2 separate regions of the Oryctolagus cuniculus genome follow, and region 1 is linked to region 2. The links are chromatin contacts, called in public Hi-C maps. All regions are on one chromosome and are shown on one strand. The core of a region is the stretch at or near the end of the contact, and the rest is flanking DNA. Distances in the headings are between cores, read along the strand shown.

Evidence for each region. Hi-C and Micro-C count contacts between places; a contact is called where the count stands out from the background.
Region 1: a Hi-C map of an unstated tissue shows a contact between it and region 2, with 2.2 times the contacts expected there. The contact joins the promoter of INTU here to the promoter of PLK4 in region 2. A contact is called at or near these places in 2 of 6 Hi-C or Micro-C datasets (skin fibroblasts and an unstated tissue).

The regions. Positions count from the first base shown.
Region 1 is chr8:37,074,019-37,076,718 of mOryCun1.1, forward strand. INTU (inturned planar cell polarity protein) reads right to left here and starts at 1,386. Exons shown (of 16, transcript XM_051819869.2): 1 at 1,224-1,386. The coding sequence starts at 1,312. LOC108178131 reads left to right here and starts at 1,311. Exons shown (of 3, transcript XM_070047111.1): 1 at 1,311-1,322; 2 at 1,356-1,621; 3 at 1,696-2,134. The coding sequence starts at 1,311. The coding sequence ends at 1,903.
Region 2 is chr8:36,836,525-36,839,224 of mOryCun1.1, forward strand. It overlaps PLK4 (polo like kinase 4), which reads right to left and starts at 1,366. Exons shown (of 16, transcript XM_008267947.4): 1 at 1,080-1,366; 2 at 341-436. The coding sequence starts at 1,109.

The sequences.
Region 1 (2,700 bases), core at 136-2,635, 240 kb after region 2:
TGTACCAAAGTCATACTGTGAATGAGTGTGTAGCTAAACTTCACGGGATTATTTCTGACCTGTAATTTTATCGAATGCAGGGGGAATTGTCTGGAGAACTGAGCAGAATGCTTTTTTAGCTGCACTTTTGATAATATTTTATTGTATATGGCAGGGACTCTGGGGAGGGGGGGGGAGAAAAGGGGGAGGAAACCAACGCTAGAAAATTGCAGGTTTCAGAAGGCAACTCTTAAATCGAAGAAATTGGACTTCTCCCTTGCACAACGTCTTTCTTTTGACTCACACTTGCAGCGGAACAGGATTTCTACAGCTCATATGGTTTTGCACAAAGACTTAAAAGGGTCACTTGAAACGTTTACAGATGAGAGAACTCACATAAACCTCCCCCGACAGATATTTACCAAGCGCCACTTACTCTTGCTCGCCGCAAGTGTATTCAAGGGTTACTTTTGATGTATTTCTAAGGGAGTTTTTTCCATATCTTACGTCTTAGGAAAGCCAGGTCTCCCTAGAGTTCAAGCAGCACTGCTGCCCGGCATCCCTCAACCCTTTCTAAGCGTGGGAGGGGAGTTCGCTCCCCACGTGGATTCTCATTGCCTCCTCTGTAAACTCACCACCCCGTGCACAGGACGTAATAGGTGTTCTTCGATTTCCATAAAGAGATTAGCATAGCAGGTAATGCCCACGCTAACCATTCCCAGAAAGCTGGGGTTCTTGTCGTTCTTACAAAAACTCTTCCCATTTCTTTTGTGTAGTTGTTCGTGTCTGGCAGTGCGCACGCGCGCGCGCGCGTGGGGGACGGAGGAGGCGGTAGAAGTAGATTTGTTTAAAGAGAGAGAGAGAGAGAGAAAAAAAGAGACTCCTATTGCAATTTCAAGTAAAGTCTGAACAAAACTCTTAGCTGTTTTTCCTGGGGTTAGTCTGGAGGTGTAGGAAGGGAAGTTTTGCAGCTCTGTTCGCTGCAGCGTTTTCTGGAGGACACGGGTGACCCGGAGCCGCGCGGGGCCGCAGTCTCAGCGGCGGAACCCGGCGAGCGCGAGCATCGAATTCTGGAAAGGGTTGGCGGCACGTCCCAACGCCCCTCGGGCGCAGGAGCCCCCTAGGGCGAGTCCCAAAGCTGACGCTTCCTACAGACCCCTGAAAGAAGAGCGGCCCCTCCCTCCGCCACGACCCCCAGGGAGCAGAGGGCGGGCTTTCCCCGAGCCCCCGGCCCCGGCACTGACCTGTGTAGCAGGACGCGCTGCACCGAGTCCAGGTCCTCCAGGTTCCGGGGGGCGGGTTTGGGGATGCTGGACCTGCCCACCTGAAACATGCCCACTGGAGCTAGGCTCGCCGTGCAGGCGTCCAACAGGTAGCGCGCGCAGCCCGGGGGGCGGCCGGCGAGGTCTCACCGCCAACGCTCGCCTCGACCCCGGTCTCCCGTCCGGCTCCCGCCACCGCCAGGAAACCTAGCGCTGAAGGAAAAGGCCGCCTGGCGTCGGACGCGCAAATCCCAGGACCGCAGGCGGCGGTGTGGCCGACCTCTGTCCTCCTTTTCCACTTGCCGACTCGCGCGTATCGTGGGGCACCGCACGCAGGCAAGCGGCGCCGCCACTCGTCGCGCTCCGGGAGCTCGGGGCAGGTGAGGACTGTGCTGGCCACCGCCCCTGTGCCAGGGCTTGCCAGCTGCACAGTGCCCTTTTCCGCCTCTTTCAGTTGTCTGTCCTCGCCGGCAGGGACCCTGGCGCGCGGGGCGAGCCGTCGAGCGCCGCGCGAACCCGCCACCCGGAGCTGCGCTCTTCCGCCGCCTAGTGCAGGCTCCGGCTCCTTCTTCTTCACTTCGTCCTCTCTGGACCGCAAGGCCGCCCCCGCGAGGGACACCGGTGCCCAGGCGCCGCCCCCAGCGGAGGAAGCCACCACCTGAAGCTTCCGTAGCCCGGAGGAGAGGCTCCAGTGACTCCTTGCAAGATCCGAAAATGAATGGGAAGGGGAGCAAGCTGGATGACTGTTCTTAATGGGAATTTAAATTCAGCCCAGAAGAAGCCGTGTAGGTTCACCCATCCATGTAAACGTTTGTCAGTCACCTGCTACGTGCTGCCCTGAGTTCTTGTCCCTGGAGATGCAAGAATGAGTAAAAGATGGTCTGAGTATTCTAGTATGAATCCTTTATTTTTTCTTGGAAATCTTTTTAGCATATATTTGATCCCAGGAGACAGTCTCTTCACTTAGGAATATTAGACGTTTCAATAGACTATTTTATGGTTTGTGGTTGTGCCAAGTCTAAATTTGATGAGTTTTCGTCTTGGAAAAGTGACCCATGTGTGACTCCCTCCTGGGAACCCCTTTGAAGTCAGAATTAGAAGGATGATGAACGGAGAACTGCGAAGCCGTAGTTTTAGATGTGAAATGCCACCGATTATAGATTACAGGTTAATTCTACATGGTAGTAGATTAATTTTAAATGGCAGAGTAATTAATGTATTGGCTATTCACTGTAGGATCTACAAATGTCACCTGTAAATCTGTCTTAGGTAGTCGTCTACAATCAGGTTTGACTTCTTGGTCAAGTGGGTGAAGAGGATGAACGGTGAGGTCCCTTCTCTTAGTATACAGACTGCTACTTACTTCTGCATTCAGTATGTCAACGTCCTCCTGTTTGCTTTTTTTAAAAAGTTTTTTAATTTAAAAGAGTTACAGAGAGAGATATCTTCTATTTGTTGG
Region 2 (2,700 bases), core at 116-2,615:
CAACTATCAAGAACAGTACTTTGGGTCATTACAGTGTAATGTAGAACTATACCTAAGAAAATTCTTAGTATAAAGAATTATCTGATCTCTACTCAATACTCCCAAGTATTAATATTTACAACATATACCAGGTCTACTGAACATTAACGGAAATAAAATACTTATTTAAGTTAAGGTCAAGGCTGTCTCAAAAGGTCCTTAAGCTCAACTGCTGGGCCTGGCATTCCTACTGTCTTATACAATGTATTCTCCACAAAGAAAAGTAAGGAGTTTCTGACACATGAAACCGTACACCTCCCTGGCTACTTGCAAAGTACAAGAGAAAAGCTGATATTCTTACCATTTTGATTGCAACTTCCAAACCAGTATGAATGGATTCAGCTCTATAGACACCAGCAAATGATCCTTTGCCGAGCAGATTTCCAACCTTAAAATCCTTAAAAGTTAAAATTAAAGATTATATGTGATGTCTTACACAAGAGAGGGGAGAGACATGGGAAGGGGCTGGGAAAAGATAAAATGGATCGTGAAGGAATCTGACAAAATTCAAGCACCTTGATAGAGCAGGTGTCTGGGGTGGGAAGCATGTTGACACCTTGCGGGGCTCCCTGGGCTTCCAGGCTGGGCTCTGCATGCAACAACCTAATCTGCTTCCTCCACCTCGGTGCAGCCTTAGCGTCCTCCTCCTACCTCCAGCCAACCCCTGGGAGCCGAGAGCCTGGACAGAATCCCGCCGCAGCGCCCGCCAGACGTAACCGCCATCCCCTTGGGGAAGGGGGAGGCAGCTTTGCCCCCGCTCCAGCGCGGCAGGTCTGGCGGGAGCTATCACAGGAAGTCGCGGGGCCTGGGGAACAGTGCGGGCGGCGAGCTACTCACCTGTCCGCCGCCCTCCCACCCACGGCCTCGGAGGGGCGGGTCGCCCCGCCCCCAAACAGCCGGCCCTCGGCGGTTGGCACCTTCCTCAAGGGTCCCGGCGCCCGCCCCGCAGCCGTTAGCCCCGCTCGTTCCCTTCCCCACACTGGCCTCGAGTCCTGCGCCTCCGACTCCCACCCTCCCCGTAGACCGCCGAGTCTTTTCACCTCGATCTTCTCCCCGATGCAGGTCGCCATATTTCCAGGCCCCGGCTGCTACTCCCCGGATTAGCTCCCTTCGCGTAGTCCCTTCGAGGCAGCGCTCCAAGCAGCCAGCCGGTCTTGGCGCCCATCAGGCTCTTCTCTCTAGGCCGCCGTTCCCGGCGACGACGGTAGAGCCACCGAAAGGTCTCCCTGACACCTTCCGAGGCCTGGGCGGTGCCTCTGTGCTTCCATTTTGAAAAACTCCCGCCGCTCGCCGTCCGGGCGAGGTTGGCCGTGACGTAATGAGACGGGTCGCTCCGGAGAGGCTGCGCCGGGGCGCGCATGCGCAGCAGCCGCCCCTCCGTGGTCCGCGGAGGCTTCCAAGCCTGAGGGCCGGCCGCCGGGAGCGTTGTGGAGACCCCGGGCCCGTTGTGGGGATCCCGGGCCCGTTGTGGGGATCCCGGGCGTCCGCTCCCCGGCGTTCGGAAGCCGCGTGAAAGAGCAAGCCTTAAAGACTGGACGTTTATAAATGGTCGGCTATTTACTTCACGGTCTGAAAATCGACTTCCAGTTCTGCGAACGGTGTTAATACTTAAGAGTGTCAAAAACGTTTAGACTGGACATAAGTGTTAACGTTGCACATGCGCATACCATTGGCGTTTTTTGTAATTTTTTATAACTGCAATTAATGTGTTCAGTACTTAAGAAACTTTATTCTGTTTTGATAAACAGTATGCTAAGTATTATAATATCATTTGAATAATAACCTGCAGTTAACCACACAGGCTTAGGATAGGTAGAGACCTCTGTAAGGTTGAGATGATCCACTTTTTGCAGGTAAGAGACTGTGCTGGCTAGGAAGGATGCATATTAACGGAGCACTAGTACACAAACTAGTTCTAAATCAAATCAAAAGCTCTTTTCTCGCGCCGGTCGGCCGTAGCGGCCATTTGGGGAGTGAACCAACGGAAGGAAGACTTCTCTCTCTCTCTCTCTCTCTCTCACTGTCTTAACTCTGCCTGTCAAATAAAAAATAAATAAGTAAGTAAATAAATAAAATTAAAAGAAAAAACGCTTTTTTTAAAAAAAAAAGCTCTTTTCTCATACCAAGTTTACTACAGGGTATCTACCTGGGAGCTGTAAAAACAAAAATCTCTTAAAAGTCTACTTTCTCCCTTCAAGCCTGGCAGTCTTTCCTTAAAGGCTGGATGTCATAATGCTTGAGTAGTTCCCAGTGAGGTTCTGTTCCCCATCTACCAGACTTGCTTTTGCTATTGGCTTTTCATTGGTTCCTACAATTCGCCATCATTTGAAAAAACTTAATTTCAAGCTTACAGAAAAGTTATAAAACCCTGAATTATCCCTTAGTCACGTTTTAGTGTTCTCTGTATGTGATATACATGTATACAGTATGTACTAGCACATATACAAGCCCATTTTCTAGTTTCATGACTCATTCTGGAACAGGTTGCATATGCTATGCTTTGCCCTCCCCCTTTTTAAAGATTTGTTTACTTGAAAGGCAGAGTGACAGAGAAAGAGACAAAGCGACAAAAAGAGATCTTCCTTCTGCTGGTTCACTCCCCAAATGTCCAGGCTGAAGCAGGAAGCCAGGAACTCCCTCCAGGTCTCCCCCATGAGTGGC